Linked DNA regions of Neogale vison: region 1 is linked to region 2. Evidence: chromatin contacts called from public Hi-C data. All regions are on one chromosome and are shown on one strand. The core of a region is the stretch at or near the end of the contact, and the rest is flanking DNA. Distances in the headings are between cores, read along the strand shown. Region 1 holds the start of PEAK1 (inactive tyrosine-protein kinase PEAK1). Region 2 has its middle 83 kb from the start of HMG20A.

The links. Hi-C and Micro-C count contacts between places; a contact is called where the count stands out from the background.
Region 1: a Hi-C map of fibroblasts shows a contact between it and region 2, with 4 times the contacts expected there. The contact joins the promoter of PEAK1 here to the enhancer-like site in region 2. A contact is called at or near these places in 2 of 3 Hi-C or Micro-C datasets (fibroblasts and muscle).

The regions. Positions count from the first base shown.
Region 1 is chr13:117,969,171-117,976,451 of ASM_NN_V1, forward strand. PEAK1 (inactive tyrosine-protein kinase PEAK1) reads left to right here and starts at 1,819. Exons shown (of 10, transcript XR_006381652.1): 1 at 1,819-1,931. HMG20A (high mobility group protein 20A) reads right to left here and starts at 1,247. Exons shown (of 11, transcript XM_044232059.1): 1 at 943-1,247.
Region 2 is chr13:117,883,686-117,890,299 of ASM_NN_V1, forward strand. No RefSeq gene overlaps it. Among named protein-coding and RNA genes, the nearest start is that of HMG20A, 83 kb to the right of the region's middle. Within about 2 kb of position 1,601, the one cell type or tissue checked has open chromatin away from gene starts, as enhancers often do. A contact at or near this core is called in fibroblasts, where this site is marked.

The sequences.
Region 1 (7,281 bases), core at 569-3,068, 86 kb after region 2:
GGCCCTTGCACCATGGTTTGAAAACACAAACAGCAGATACCAGTTTTTAATCGGTGCTGAAATTAATTAAATTACAAAGGGGAAAAATATACCAGCGCACAACTCTCACAAGTGCTACATGAAAGTTACATGTAAGAATTTTTAAGGTTAGGGGAAGTTGTTTTCAGGTACAGGGCAAAAGCTGTAGCCTCAAATCAACAGGTCTAAGAATTTAAGACCCTAATCGTACCAGTTAAGGTAATACCAAGTATTTTAGTACTTCAGTAGATACTTCCACTCTTATAAGGTGAAAATGCCTCAAAACACTGAGTCCTATAATAAACCACCTCCTTAAAAGAGCACGTACAGAGTTCGGGTGGCATGCCAAGACAGAACACACCACTATACCTCACTCAAATAAGGTTGGACTTGAGTAGGGGAGCAGAGGTAGAGAATCCATTAATTACACAATAAAGTATGTCTTGTAGAGCGGAGTAGTTTTAACGAGGGTCTTCGAATACTGTGATGAACGCATTAAACAACTGGGGGGAGGAAATTTTCCATCTTACACGTGGAAATAAAACTCAAAAATTCTGACTGGAGGCTGGTGATTAGCACAACTTTGTGGAATAACCTAACTTTTCACATAAAACACAATCCTAAAACTTTAACAGGAGACCGTCTATGCAAATGGCACCAAGTACCACCTTTTCAAGCCTTCGCCGGCTCTGGAAGTGGGTCGGACACCCCCAAACCATCACCCTACCCCCACAGGAAATGAGTTCTGTCTTCCCCCTCCCCTTGGACTGCCTTCCTCCCTTCCCCCAACCGGAAGTGAAGCGCCCCCATTCAGTCGGCCTCAAACCGAGACAAACCAGTAACAACAGCAAAAGAGAGATGATCCTCAAGGGGGTGAAGGGCACCTCCACTGGGGCCACCCCGAAACTCGCCGTGCTTACTGACCTGCTGACGATAGGGGCAGGCAGGGGCCTGGGGCCTATAGAAAGTCCCTTGCACAGAGGACAATTCCCTGAGCCCCTCTCAATCGCCTTCACTCTTCTCACTCCGTCGCCTCACAGCATGGAAAAAAATTCATCCGCAGCACTTTATTTTGACATATTTTCTTTCCCTTTACCTAGTCGCTTAACCATCGCCTCATAGGTAACTTTTCTTAGCGCAGTAGCATTTAAAATTGTTCCGGTGGGGAGAAAAATCGAATATTATTCCCCACACCTTCAGAAAAACGAAGGGATTATTTTGTTCAAATGCGGCGAAGGACTACGTGATTACGCAAGGTGAGTCTTACTTTCGCGGAGGTTTCTGGGAGCTGTAGTTTTTTAAACTGCTAAGGCCTGCAGAAAGGAATCGGTAACTGCTATATACTGTAATCCTTGGAAACACATGTTTTGTATTCGAGGGCAGACTGATCAAGGGACTTCGGCACCAAAAGGGCCAATACTCTGTTGCCCTTTTCCTCTGGAACTTAATGGAACCAAAATTTCCCTTCACTTTGCACCAAGGTCCTGCTCGTCCTGCCCTCTTCCTTTGGCCACGCCCCCGTCACCAATCAGGTGCCCTCATAGGCTCATCCTCTGGAGGTAGGAACGCGAGAGGAGGGGCGTCACGGTGACTCCTCCCGCGGGGCCGAAGTGAGGCTGAGAGAGGGGCCGACGGCCGAGGGCTCGTGCGCGCGCGCGTGCTCTCCCCTAGGGAGCGCGGCGGCGAGTGTGCGCGCAGAGGGGTGGCGCGCTGGGCTGGGAGGAGGCTGGAAGGCTGGTGGGCTGGGCGGGCGGCGGGCGGGCGGCCGGGAGCGCGCGGCAGACTCGGCGGCGGCGAGTAGTTAGTTACTTGTTAGTCAGTGTCAGTTGCTCGGTGGAGGCGGCAGCGGTTACCAGGAAGGGGACGGGACGGCCGGCGATGGTGGTCACCACAGCGGCATGTGCGCCTTTCAGGTAACGGGGGCAGGGCTCCCCGAGTCCCCTTGGTTCCCTTCTCCGGCGCCGATTTGGGGGACGACGGTCGTCCTGGAGCGAGGGCGCTGACCCGGGGGAATCCGGGCGGGGCGGCTCGGGGTCGAGTGGCGCCGCCGCGGGGGCCCAGGCGGCCGGTGTGTCCCGCCTGGCGCGGGCTCTGCGGCCGCCCCCGAGCCCCGCCGCCCCCGGGGCTAGCCGCCGCCGCCCCCGCCCCCTACCGCGCCGGCGGCGGCGGCCCCAGTAGCTCGGCGCCCCCCAGAGGAGGGAAAGTTGGGACCTGGAGAAGAGGGACGCCCCCGGGCGCGGCTGGGAGGCTGCTGGGGAAAGTGGAGCCTGTAAAGAGCTGGATGCGGGGAGACTGGGACAGGAAGGGCTTCTCTCTCTCTTTGCTAAGTCTACACGGTCAGCCTGTTCCAAACCCGGGCGGATCCGGAGCAGGCTCGCCGGCCGCGCCGGGACGAAACCCGGGGGCTCTTTGCCCACTCCTTTGGCCCTGCGGTTTGTGAGGCCCCTAACGTGCGGGTTTGCTGGGTTGTTTGGGAATTTTCAGTGGTTCGGTTGGTCAGTCTGTTTCTCCTTTGCCCTTTGACTCATCCGTTCTTGCTACTTTTCTTACCTCCCGCGTTGAGGACTAGCAGTCTGAACCTCCATCCCTCCCCCTCGCTGTCTCTGCACCATCGGTCTGAGAATTTGATTTCGTTTTTCGACCTTTGACAATGTTAAAGACTGCTGAGAGCAACAGGAAGGAGATTTCCCACCTTTAAATGGTACTTTTTCGCCATCCGTTCCCCCCCCCCCCCCCCGCCCAAGATCCAAGTTTAGGAATTTGAGAGCTGTGGAATGGAGTTATTACAAGGCTGGCGTTGAGGGGATAGTGACGAGTTAAAAGAAAACTATGATTTCATCTTTATTGGCTTTGCTATAGAAAACCTAATACATTTTTCTTCTGCCTCTGTTAAATGTGGTAAGATTAAGCGTTGAATTAAGTATTTGGAGACTTACATAAAAGGCTATTTTTAGGTCATTGGATGATGTATGTCAACAGCTTTTCACCTGAATCGTGTTTGCCACCAGGATTCTGTTTTGGGGCCTGTGTACTGATTTTTTGTTCAGCCACAGCGTCTTTTTATCCTGATAAATGAAATAATGTAGGAATGTGTGTAGTGGGAGAACCCATATTTCTCCCTGTAGTGTGAAAGTGAAAAACGTGAATTATGCACAGGGGTAAAACTTTCCATGAGAAGTCTTGGATAGTTGTTGCATGATGGCCTCTCCTGTAATCTCGGAGCTTTTCCAGATAGCTCAATTCACTGACTACCTTAATTACTTTCTGAAGTGCCTGTCACTTCTTCTCTTCTGTGACTCTTTTAGTAAGCTATAATGGCAGGTATGGTACATTTTTGTGGCTTTGAAGATGGGAGTTATAGCTTTGGCCCAGAGATTAATAGTTAACAATGGAAGCAGAATTCATACCATTCCTAGTGAGTTTTGGCTATGACCAACTCAAAAACTATGTGAAAAAACAAACATCTTTCCATAGCTGTCAGAGGGGGAAGTATTTTATCATGTCTTTATTTTGGAGACTCTAACTTGATCATATTATGTGGGAAAAAAAAGTCAAATGATTTTCTTTGAGGCTTTGTGATGTGTGGTCCTCCTTTCTATCCTTTATCTCCCTTTTAGGGGCTGCTATTTATGTTTGGCTGGGTTCCAGGATGGGAAGAAAATATTTTGGCGAAAGGAAAAGATAAGATTGCTTTGAACTGTTATGGTATTATGAGTATTCCTTTTACCCAGTACAGAGAAACTTCCTTGCTAATGTTTGTACCCCATTAACATTCTGTCAGAATTCATTTTTAAGAGTCTGCCCTGAGGCCCATAAAGAAATAATGCCACTTCATAACTGTTTCTGACAATCACATTAAAAAATGTGTTCCTGGAATGCATTATATGTGTACTCATATAAACATTTATCTTTGTACATTTATGGTAATGTAAATATTTAAGTCTGAGAGCTTAAAAACTTTTATTTGCTTATTTGCATACATGTTTTGCAACATCTAACCGTGCCAACCGTATTTGCCAAATAAGCATCAGCCATAAATTCATGCTTTGGCACATTTCATATAATAACTCTTCTAAATTGCTCCATGGTGAAGCATCATGAGATTAGCATTTGCTTCATGAGAGAGATTTGTTGTTGTTTTTAACTGTAATGATGTGCTGTTTAAGTGGAACAGGTGCTGGGCTCTAGCTGTTTATGTTGAAACCTGCCAAATCATACTCTTTTGTTGGTTGGGTTGTTTAAGTAATTTAGGAACCAGACTGTGGCCCCTGGCATGCCAAGAGTGAGTTCAGGGTTCCGTATCACTGCTGCAAATCCCTGTTTTACTGTAAGAAGCAGGTGTGTTTGATGAGCTTTGCTTTCTCATTGCTGTTTTCTCTGTAATTCCTAGTCCTCACCACCACCACAGTCCTTTCATTACTAGAGCTCCTTGGAAAGTCTATAGGCACATTCTTTCACTGATGTTTTTCCTTGTAGAACTAGAAACTCTAGGAACTTTCAGGCCAGGAATAGATAGTTCATATTTATTTGACAAATGTTTTGATTGCCTTTTAAGTGGTAGGCTTGGTAGGCCCTGAGTGTAATGTAGAATGATGTTCCTTCTTGCAAGCAGTATACAGTTGAGGAGTAGAAGATAGTTGATAACTGATAATTAACAGTGTGCTGTGATCTATGACACAGGTGTAAGTAGATTCCTATGGGTAGAAGCACCACCTGTCTGAGAATTGGGGTGGGGTAGGTGGGAGTAGCTGACTCAGACTTGAGGTGGTTGGGAGGGGGAGTCCTGAAATACATCCTCGTGGGTTACCCAAGCTAATCTTCAAGAGTAGGACTTAACTACATGCAGAAAAAGGGAGAGGATGTTTTATTTATTTATTTTGATAAAAGAACAGTTTATTTTGCTCCTTAACCCATCTGGCCTCCCCCTTCCCTTAACCCTGTCACCTCAATATATGGAAAGAACATTTTAGACTAGCCCTGTCCTATAAAAATATAATGTGAGCCGCAAATATGTCATATACATGTGTGAATTTTCTAGTAGATGCATTTAAAAAAAGTGAAATTCATTTTTTAAAGATTTTATTTATTTATTTGACAGACAGAGGTCACAAGTAGGCAGAGAGGCAGGCAGAGACAGAGAGAGGGGGAAGCAGGCTCCCCGATCCCAGGACCCCGGAATCATGACCTGAGCTGAAGGCAGAGGCTTAACCCACTGAGCCACCCAGGTGCCCCTGAAATTCATTTTAATAGCAGATTATTTAACCTGATATAGCTAAAATATTATCATTCAACATATAATCAATATTTTGAAAGTATTGAAATATTTGACATTCCCCTTTTCATACTAAGTCTTCAGAGTCTGGTATGTATTTTAAATTTAAAGCACATCTCAATTTAGACAAGTCACATTCAAGTAATCAGAAGCTACAGGTGGATAGCACAGTTTTCAAACAGGGGCTAGTGAAGTGGCAAGAGGCCAAATCACTGAATGCCTTGTCAGCCAAGTTAAGGAGCTTTAACTTTATCCTGAAGGCTGTGAGGATTGAGTGGAGGAAAAATGCTGTGATGGAATCAGGTTTGTGTCTTAGACATATCCTGTTGACAGTGAAGGGAATGCTGGATTAGAGAAGGGCAAAACTAGAAGCATGTCAGGTTAGGAGGCCATTTTTGGTGAGAAAGGATGAGGGATAAAAAGGGGCAGGGTTGGATGTATAAGAGATCGAGTAATATCAACAATACAGGGTAAATAATCAGGTTTTGGAGTTCAGTAAGGTTGAAAATTTAGGATGATTTCACATTTCTGTTGGGAGCTACTGTATGGGGCAAGTGAAGAGAAGCCAACCATCTGTACCAGACAGACCAAAGATGAAAAAAGGAAACTATGAGAGATTTGTCTCAGAAGCTGAGGGAGGAGAGAGTATTTCAAGGACTAGGAGTGGTCAACGCTGTATCCTGCCATGAAAAGGCCAAAGAAGATAAGGACTAAAGAAAATTTCTGAGACGTGGTGATTAAAATGTCATTTGTAACCTTTGCTAGTGCAGCTAGCTACATTGTAATGCATTCAGGGGGTTAATAGTGAACAACAGAAGCTTAGCTAATTCAGGGCTAATACAGTGTTTTCTACAGAGAACTGAAAAAAGGTATTGAAGATTGTGACTGAATCAAAGAACTGTGGAGTCCAGGCTGGGTCAGGAACATGAAGCCTGGGAAGGATGATTCAATTAGGAGAAAAGGAAGGGCATGAAAGCTAGATCGGTGTCACTGTGATGCTGAAGAGCTAGTGAGGAGGGAGCAATGATGTTAGCTTTTATTTCTGGAGTACCTACTACATGCTAGACACTTTACCACCTTATTTCTAATTCTAACACTAACTCTACAGTGTAAGTGTTATTAACCTTATAGTTTTTCCTTTGCCATTCTCCATCAGATGAAGAAACAGGATTAGAGAGGTTAACCAATCGGTCCAGAGATATACATTATCAAGTGATGAAACCATGATCCAAAGCTTATTTTTTTTCTCCAAATCATATTCTTCTTTTTAAAAGAGTTTTCATTTTTTTAAGTAAACTCTAGGCCCAGTGTAGGGCTTGAAGTCACAACCCCAAGATCAAGTGTCAAATGATCCATCAACTGAGCCAGCCAGGCACCCCCCAAATCATATTCTTAAGGCAATAAGACAGAAAATGTCATAGTGATGAGAAGTCGTTGAAAGACATTGGCATGTTTAATTTAGGATTTCAGAGGTATGTCATTCATTTAACAAATGGTTTCTAGGTGTACTGATTGCAGTAGCAAACCAAACACAAAATCCTTGCCCTCATGAATCTTACATTCTAGAGAGAATAAGACAGACATTAAACAAAATAAGTGAGAGTTATTGTTATGTTAGAAGGTGATAGATAAGTGCTATAGAGAAAAATCGAGCAAGCAAGCAAGCAAGCGGGAAAGGAATGCTACAGAGTCTGTGCACTTTTAAAGAGGGTGTCTGGGGCGCCTGGGTGGCTCAGTGGGTTAAGCCGCTGCCTTCGGCTCAGGTCATGATCTCAGGGTCCTGGGATCGAGTCCCGCATCGGGCTCTCTGCTCGGCAGGGAGCCTGCTTCCTCCTCTCTCTGCCTGCCTCTCTGCCTACTTGTGATCTCTCTCTGTCAAATAAATAAATAAAATCTTTAAAAAAAAAAATAAAGAGGGTGTCTGGGAAGGACTTGGGGAGAAGTGAGCAAAGACTTAAAAGAAGTTAGGGGCATACGAGGTAGAAGCAACG
Region 2 (6,614 bases), core at 351-2,850:
CAGAGTTAACACCCCATTAAATACAATGGACTTTCTTGGAGCTTCAGACATGCCACGAGCAAGACGAGCTGAGCAGGAGCTGGCCCAGGAGTAAAACCGCCTGACCGCTTTCAACAAAGGAAAACCCAGCAAGGGGAGAGGAGAGCGCCGGCAGCGGCTCTGCGGGCTCAGGGCTGAGGATCCGGTAATGAAGTCTTTCTGGAAGGTAAGAGAGGGCTGTGTGCTGTGTGCTATTTTTAAACCTGCTGGAGCAGCACATGGACTCCTGCCCCGCGCAATTTCTCCAGCGGAGGAGGGGCCCCGGGGCCGGGGGTGGGGGGGGAACGCAGCCAGGAATTTCGAGGCTATTTATCGTATTTCCTTTTATCAGGCAAATGATTTTCCTATTTCCCACATAGATAAAGATCTTCTGCTTACAACTTCGGCTCATTGACCTTGTCGGGACCACTGTGCAGTCTGGAAATTGGTCCCAGAGAGAGAGAAGGGAGTTGTTGTTAGGGGTTGGCTCGAGGGGGTTGGGTGTTTCTTCTCCCAGCAGGGAGGAGGTCGGTCTGCCAAAAAACAAAGCAAAACAAAATAAAATAAGTAAGTAAAATAAATAAATTAATTAAAAACCTTGCTCCCCGCCCCCAACTCAAAATGGACTGTTCTGTGCTATTTTGCAAAACTGCAAGGTTGACCAAGGAGGCTTTCAGTTCACCAGAGTCCCCACACTCCCACCTGAGTACGTCCACAGCATTTTTCACCAGGACTGCTCTCTCCCTGTCTCCCGTTCTCTCTCTTCTGTCTCTCCTGCAGCAGCAAGCCCGACCCTGGAGCCAGCCCGGGACCCACGGCTGCGTCGCTGTCTTGGCAGGCAGTGAGCAGAGGGGGCGGCAGCTCGGTCTCAGCTTGCAAACGGAGCCAGGCTCTTGGCTGTGCCAGCTCTGGAGGCCCCTTGGAGATGCCAGTGTGCCTGAGTGGGAGCAGTTGCAACTTCCCCTCGGCTGCAAGCCTCTGGAGCCGGCAAGGCTTCTGGAAGCTGCAATCTTAGGCAAGGGTGTGGCCGGAGGGCTGCTGATGGGCGGGAGGTCTCTCCCTGGGCAGGCTGCCCTCCTCGCCTTGCCTTGCCTGGGCCTGCTGGCCAGGTTCACGGGCAGGAGCAGCACCAGCGATCCACACCTTCTCGGGCACAGGACCAGAGGATGCTGTGGGAGGCTGGGGTTTTATTATAAATGCTCTCCATTTCTGGCTTGTTCACAAGCACAAAACATAAAGAGAGCCAGCTAGACGGAGGGAAGCCAGCTCCTTGCAGACTCAGCGTTTGAATAGCAAGGAGCTGCAGGCCCTCCTTGGACCAGCGTGGGTCTGCTGTGGGCTTGAACAGAGCCGCAGGCTTTTTTGAGCCCCCGGGTCTCTCCACACCGTGGTGGTGTTTCCCGGCCAGGGCAGCAGAGGGCGCTGGCTCTCCCAACAGCCTCCTGTCCCGGGCAGCTCTCCCACACATCTGGAAATGGGCTCTACCACTCTCTTATGAAATGTTGGATGAAGATCTGTCCGTGTGAGACGTGCTGGCACCGAGTGAGCGAGAATACACATCAAGAATTCCACTTTCTCATTAGTTCAGTTTCCCCCTCAAGAGCACTGGTGGAATGTGGGGAATTTGCCTTGCCAAGGCAGCCAGCACACTGGAGTCTTGGGCTTGGTTCAGCCCGGGTGGAATGCTTGGAGGGACCACCTCTGGTCTGAAGCCTTTGCCCTTCCCTCCCACGTGGAGGGGGGAAAAGAAAACAGAAGAGCAGGACCTCCCAGATCTTTCCCCCAAGGGAAGAAAGCTAAAGATGTTTGGCCTTGCCCCTGTGGGCTTCCTGAAGAGAGCAACTGCCCACGTTTCCAGGTCGTTGGGAAAGAAGATCTAATTTTAAGAAAGCGTCTTCCCATACGGCAAGCGATTAGAAATGCTGGTGACATTTGCAAACGATGGAGCAGGGAGAGGAGAGACTGGCTGGAGGAAGGCAGAGCCGAAGCCCGGGAAGGGACCTGGTTGCTATTCCCAGAATGTTCCCTAGACGTCCGCAAGCTGCATGCATTTAAATGTCCACATTTTCCCGCAGAAGCCAGCAATCTGTACTTCTCTTGGCCAAACAACACATCAGTCTAATATGGTGTGGGAGAAATGTGTTACATTCTTTTATGAACAGAATGTTAACACCACCTAGAATCAATATTTATATCCAAGAACACAATGAACTGGCTTGTTCTGTGCTGCTGCAGGTATAAGAAAGGGACATTCGGGGGAAGCTGGAGATTGCCCTTGCTTCTATCCAGAAAGGCAGGCCCAGGGCAAACCAGCTGGGGTTCAGGCATCCAGAGGGTTTCCACCCCTGAGACCCTGCTAGCTCCCTTCCTGCCCCTGCTGCTTTCTGTCTCCTGGGATTGCGAGAGGAAGCCAGAGGCAGCAAGTGGGGCAGGACGTGGCAGCGGGGGCCAGGACGTGAGGCAGTATCCTGTCCACATGACAGTTTGGGGGAAGGAGGGTCAGGCTTGCATCCTGGAACTTTCTAGTGCATAGCAAAGTGAGAGCTGACACAACATAAATGCTTAGACGAGAGACTTCTGGGGGCTGGAGAAAAGGGAACAGGGTGAGATGGCTCTTTTTCTGGGGTCACCCTGGTGATATTTTTCTGGCCAGGCAGTTTCCCTCATTGAAGACAGCAGCTGTGACAGAGATGGAAGCCAAGTCTCCTCTCTCCAGAATGCTGTCTATTCCTCGGAGGTTTTTGGGAAACTCCATCAAGCTCCTTAGGCTGTTTCGTTCCTGAATGCTGTTTTTATTTGACTGCCTTTAGAAGCCCCTGGGCCTGCAGCCTGGAGTCAGGGCTTTGCTCCTAACAGGTAATGTCCTTTCCTAATTATAAAAACAAAAATAAACGCCTTTCTCCCTCATCTGGAAAATTTCAGTTTTGCCTGCACCCGAGCATCTAGAAATGTGAGTGTCCTCTTCATCTCATGGACTGGATTGGGGTCTCATTTTGCAGAGCGAGCAGGCCCGCTTCGTTTCCAGATTAGATGCTGAAGGTTACCCCTTTAACAATAGCACTTGTCTCTCATTAAATGCCTGGAGCTCATTATGGTATTACCTCCGGAAAAGTCTTCTCTGCTTTAATAGGCATGATCTTTAGAAAAGCTCCTTTGGCTTATGTATAAGACCAAGACATGATTAATCTTGGCCCCATTTAGCTGTGGGTCACATCTTCAGGGTACAGTGAAACCTCTTCTTTGCATGACCACAATTTACAATTTTCTAAAATTTACAGCCCTTCTCTGTCGTTAGCATGTTTAGTTGCAATTCCCTTGGTCTGTCCTGTTATTTTCTTCCAGTTCTAAGAAATCATCAGTAGATATCCCAATCATATTTGCTATAAAATTGGCTGTGATAAATAGACAGTAATTCACTGGAAGGCGTGAGGATGTTTAGCATCTTTATAGATGCAAAGCTCCCCCTGCAGAAATCCCACGAGAGAAACCTCTGCAAGTTCAATGTTCTGAACACCTTTAGAGAAACTGCCTGACTTAAGCTGCCTGGAAAGTGGCACCTGGTCCCGCTGCTGTTCTGGTATCAGGGGCAGAACAAAGAAATAGTCAGAGTTGACAGCGGGGCTGAGAATCAGAGTGCAGTCTTTAGTCAGGATGGTAGAGGTTGACAGGGTCTGACTTATTGCCTGTAGCTCAGTGCCAAGATCTGAGACGAAGGGGTTGACACTGAGTGCATCCTTAGGGGTCTTCAGTAAAAGTCACCCAAAGTCCGGACCTATCTTTAAGCTTCAGAATTGTCGCTGTAGATGTTGATTTAGCACCTAGCCTCCTGCATCTCAGATGAATGTGCCCACGGAGATCTCTGATTTGTAGACATTCCTGCCTGCCCCGTCTGCTCCTTCTCCAGACTGTCCATCCCCACCAATGGCGCCTCTCTGGATCTGTTTGAAGCTGGGGATTCCTGCACAGCTGCCCTCTGTCCTCCCTCCTTCCCACCGCTAGCTGTCACTCACTGTGCTCATTCTACCGCCCACTGAGATTTACTGCAGCCTCTCCTCCCCTCCATTCTTCTCTGTCCCAGCCTCAGTGGGAGCTCCCACCGCCAGCATCTCTCCCGGGGTTCAGTCACAGACACACCTCCCCTCCCTGTTTTGGTGCTTTGCTCCCTACAACCCACTCTTCTGAGAGCAGTCAGGAGAATTTCTGAAAACCACAAACTGGATTCTATCACTCCCCACTTAGAGATCTTCAGTGGTGCCCCCCAGGCACACTCAATCCCCAAAAGTCCTTAGGATGGCTGAAAGACTTCCTGTGGTCCAACTCCCTTCTGCCTTTTGCCCCCTTCCCCAAGCTCTCTCTACTCCCCTTCCCTGAGTTTCATTTAGCCCCTCTCCAGCACCAACAGAGGCTGGCCTTCATGCTCTCTTCCTGATTCCTTACCTAAGTCCTACCCATTGCTCTGGTCTCATCTTACGAGTTACTTCTTTGGAGAGGTCTTCCCTGACCCCACGGTCTAAGACAGGTCCCTACTCCCTGCCAGCAGGCTCTGCAGAAGCCCCCCCCCCCCCCGCCCCGTCTTCCTCCTTTTGAGCCCATTGGTGATAGCTTATCGACTCTGCTTTGCTTAATTGTGTTTCTTCCAAGAGACAGTAAGCTCCGTGAAAGCAAGAACCAGGTCTGTTTGGCTGCATTCCTTGCCCTGCCACAGAGGGGAGTAAATATTAGTTGAACCAGCGAATGAAACTATACACAACCTGATCAGCTGCTGCGAGAATTGATGCTCCTTTAACGGTTTATGACTTCCTGATCCTGTCCGGCGAGAACGCATGTTACCCCCAGATTCCACCTTGAGGAGTCCCTCACTGAGGGTTGGGAGAAACCGAGTCAAATTTCCAAATGTCTCTCCCTCCTGTTCCTTGGTTTCCCCCATCACAGGCTCTTTTTGCTTCTTGTCCTGCCTATTCAACAGCCTGCTAACCGGCCTCTCCCCACAGAGCTTTGAGTTCAGGAGTGCGGCAAGGACGAACTGCAAACACGAACGGGGGAGAAAAGGTGCTTCTTGGTTTTCATAAACCTCTAACTGAAATTTGGCACTTTTTGGGATTTGAAATGTTGGGACTGGAGCCCAGCAGTACTGGCAGGCCCTGTGACTTGGCCACCGGCGGGAGTATGGATATTTACACCATGTCACAGCTGTTGCAGAGGTTGAAATACCATTTGTGATCATTACTACTTTAAAATTATGGTGGTTATTAGAGCTGCTGCTACATTGTTATTTAATCCTTTAAGAAACACAAGTATTCCTATGTAACTCATGTTTAATATTTTCATAGCTGTATTTCAGTATAGTTGGTGTTCCTTGTAATCCTACATATTTTATTTTCTGCGCCTAAAAACACATTCTGAGAAGCATCCACAGGCTTCATAAGATTGCAAGGATGGGTTCATGGCAGAAAACATGTTAAGAACTTCTGGTTGAGTTTTCCTTCATCTCCCATCACTGTCTTGCAAAAACAGCCTTGATGCCTTGCCCTGGGCAAATAAAACGAAGTCCCTTAGTATGGCATTCAAGGCCAATTTATAATCCATTTTCAAAAAAATCTTTCTCTTTCTCTATTTTTTAAATCAGTACACTGGATTCCTTTTTTTTTTTTTTAAGATTTTATTTATTTGAGAGAGAGAATGAGAGAGAGAGAGAGAGCATGAGAAGTGGGAGGGAGAAGCAGACATCCCTGCCGAGCAGGGAGCCCGATGTGGGAGCCGATCCTGGGACTCCAGGATCATGACCTGAGCTGAAGGCAGTTGCTTAACCACCTGAGCCACCCAGGCGTCCCTGGATTCCTGTGTTCTAGGAATTACTTGAGTACATAAAAAATGCACTCATATCTCCAGTTCTATTTTTAGCTTCTCTTAAAGAACTACAATTGACCCTTGAACAAAGCCAGGGGTTAGGGGTACCGGCCCCTGTGCAGTCAAAACTCCACATGGAAGTGTGACTTCCCCAAAACTTTACTAATAGCCTACTTTTGCCTCGAAGTCTACCAATAACATAAATAGTCGATGAACACATATTTTATATGTTACATATATTATATGCTGTGTTGTTACAATAAAGTAAGCCAGAGAGAAGAAAATGCTAGGAAAATCATAAGGAAGAGAAAATACATTTACAGTACTATCCTGCATTTATTGAAAAAAATCCATGCAGTTTAAAGCCCTGTTGTCCAGGGGTCAACCGCACTTTAAGGACTAGCTCAAACTGTTATCTTGGTAAAGCTCTTTTTTGACATCCCCTGGACACAACCTTTGTATTTTCCAGAACAGTTTGGTTACAGCCATTTGGTAATTTATCAGTTCCTATTGTAGTCAGCTTTCATGTTTACTCTTTGTTACATTGTGAACTTTTGAGGAGACCGTCCTCCTCAGCTTTAAACCCTAAACACATAGTATTTGGAAAATGTTTGAATGAATGACTGTATCTAAAACATTCACTCTCCTGAGGGGGTGACTAAAATCCATAATGGCCACACTAGTTTGTCCTCAAAAACAAGAACTTCAAAAACAAAACAAAACAGACAAACAATAAAACCAAGAACTTC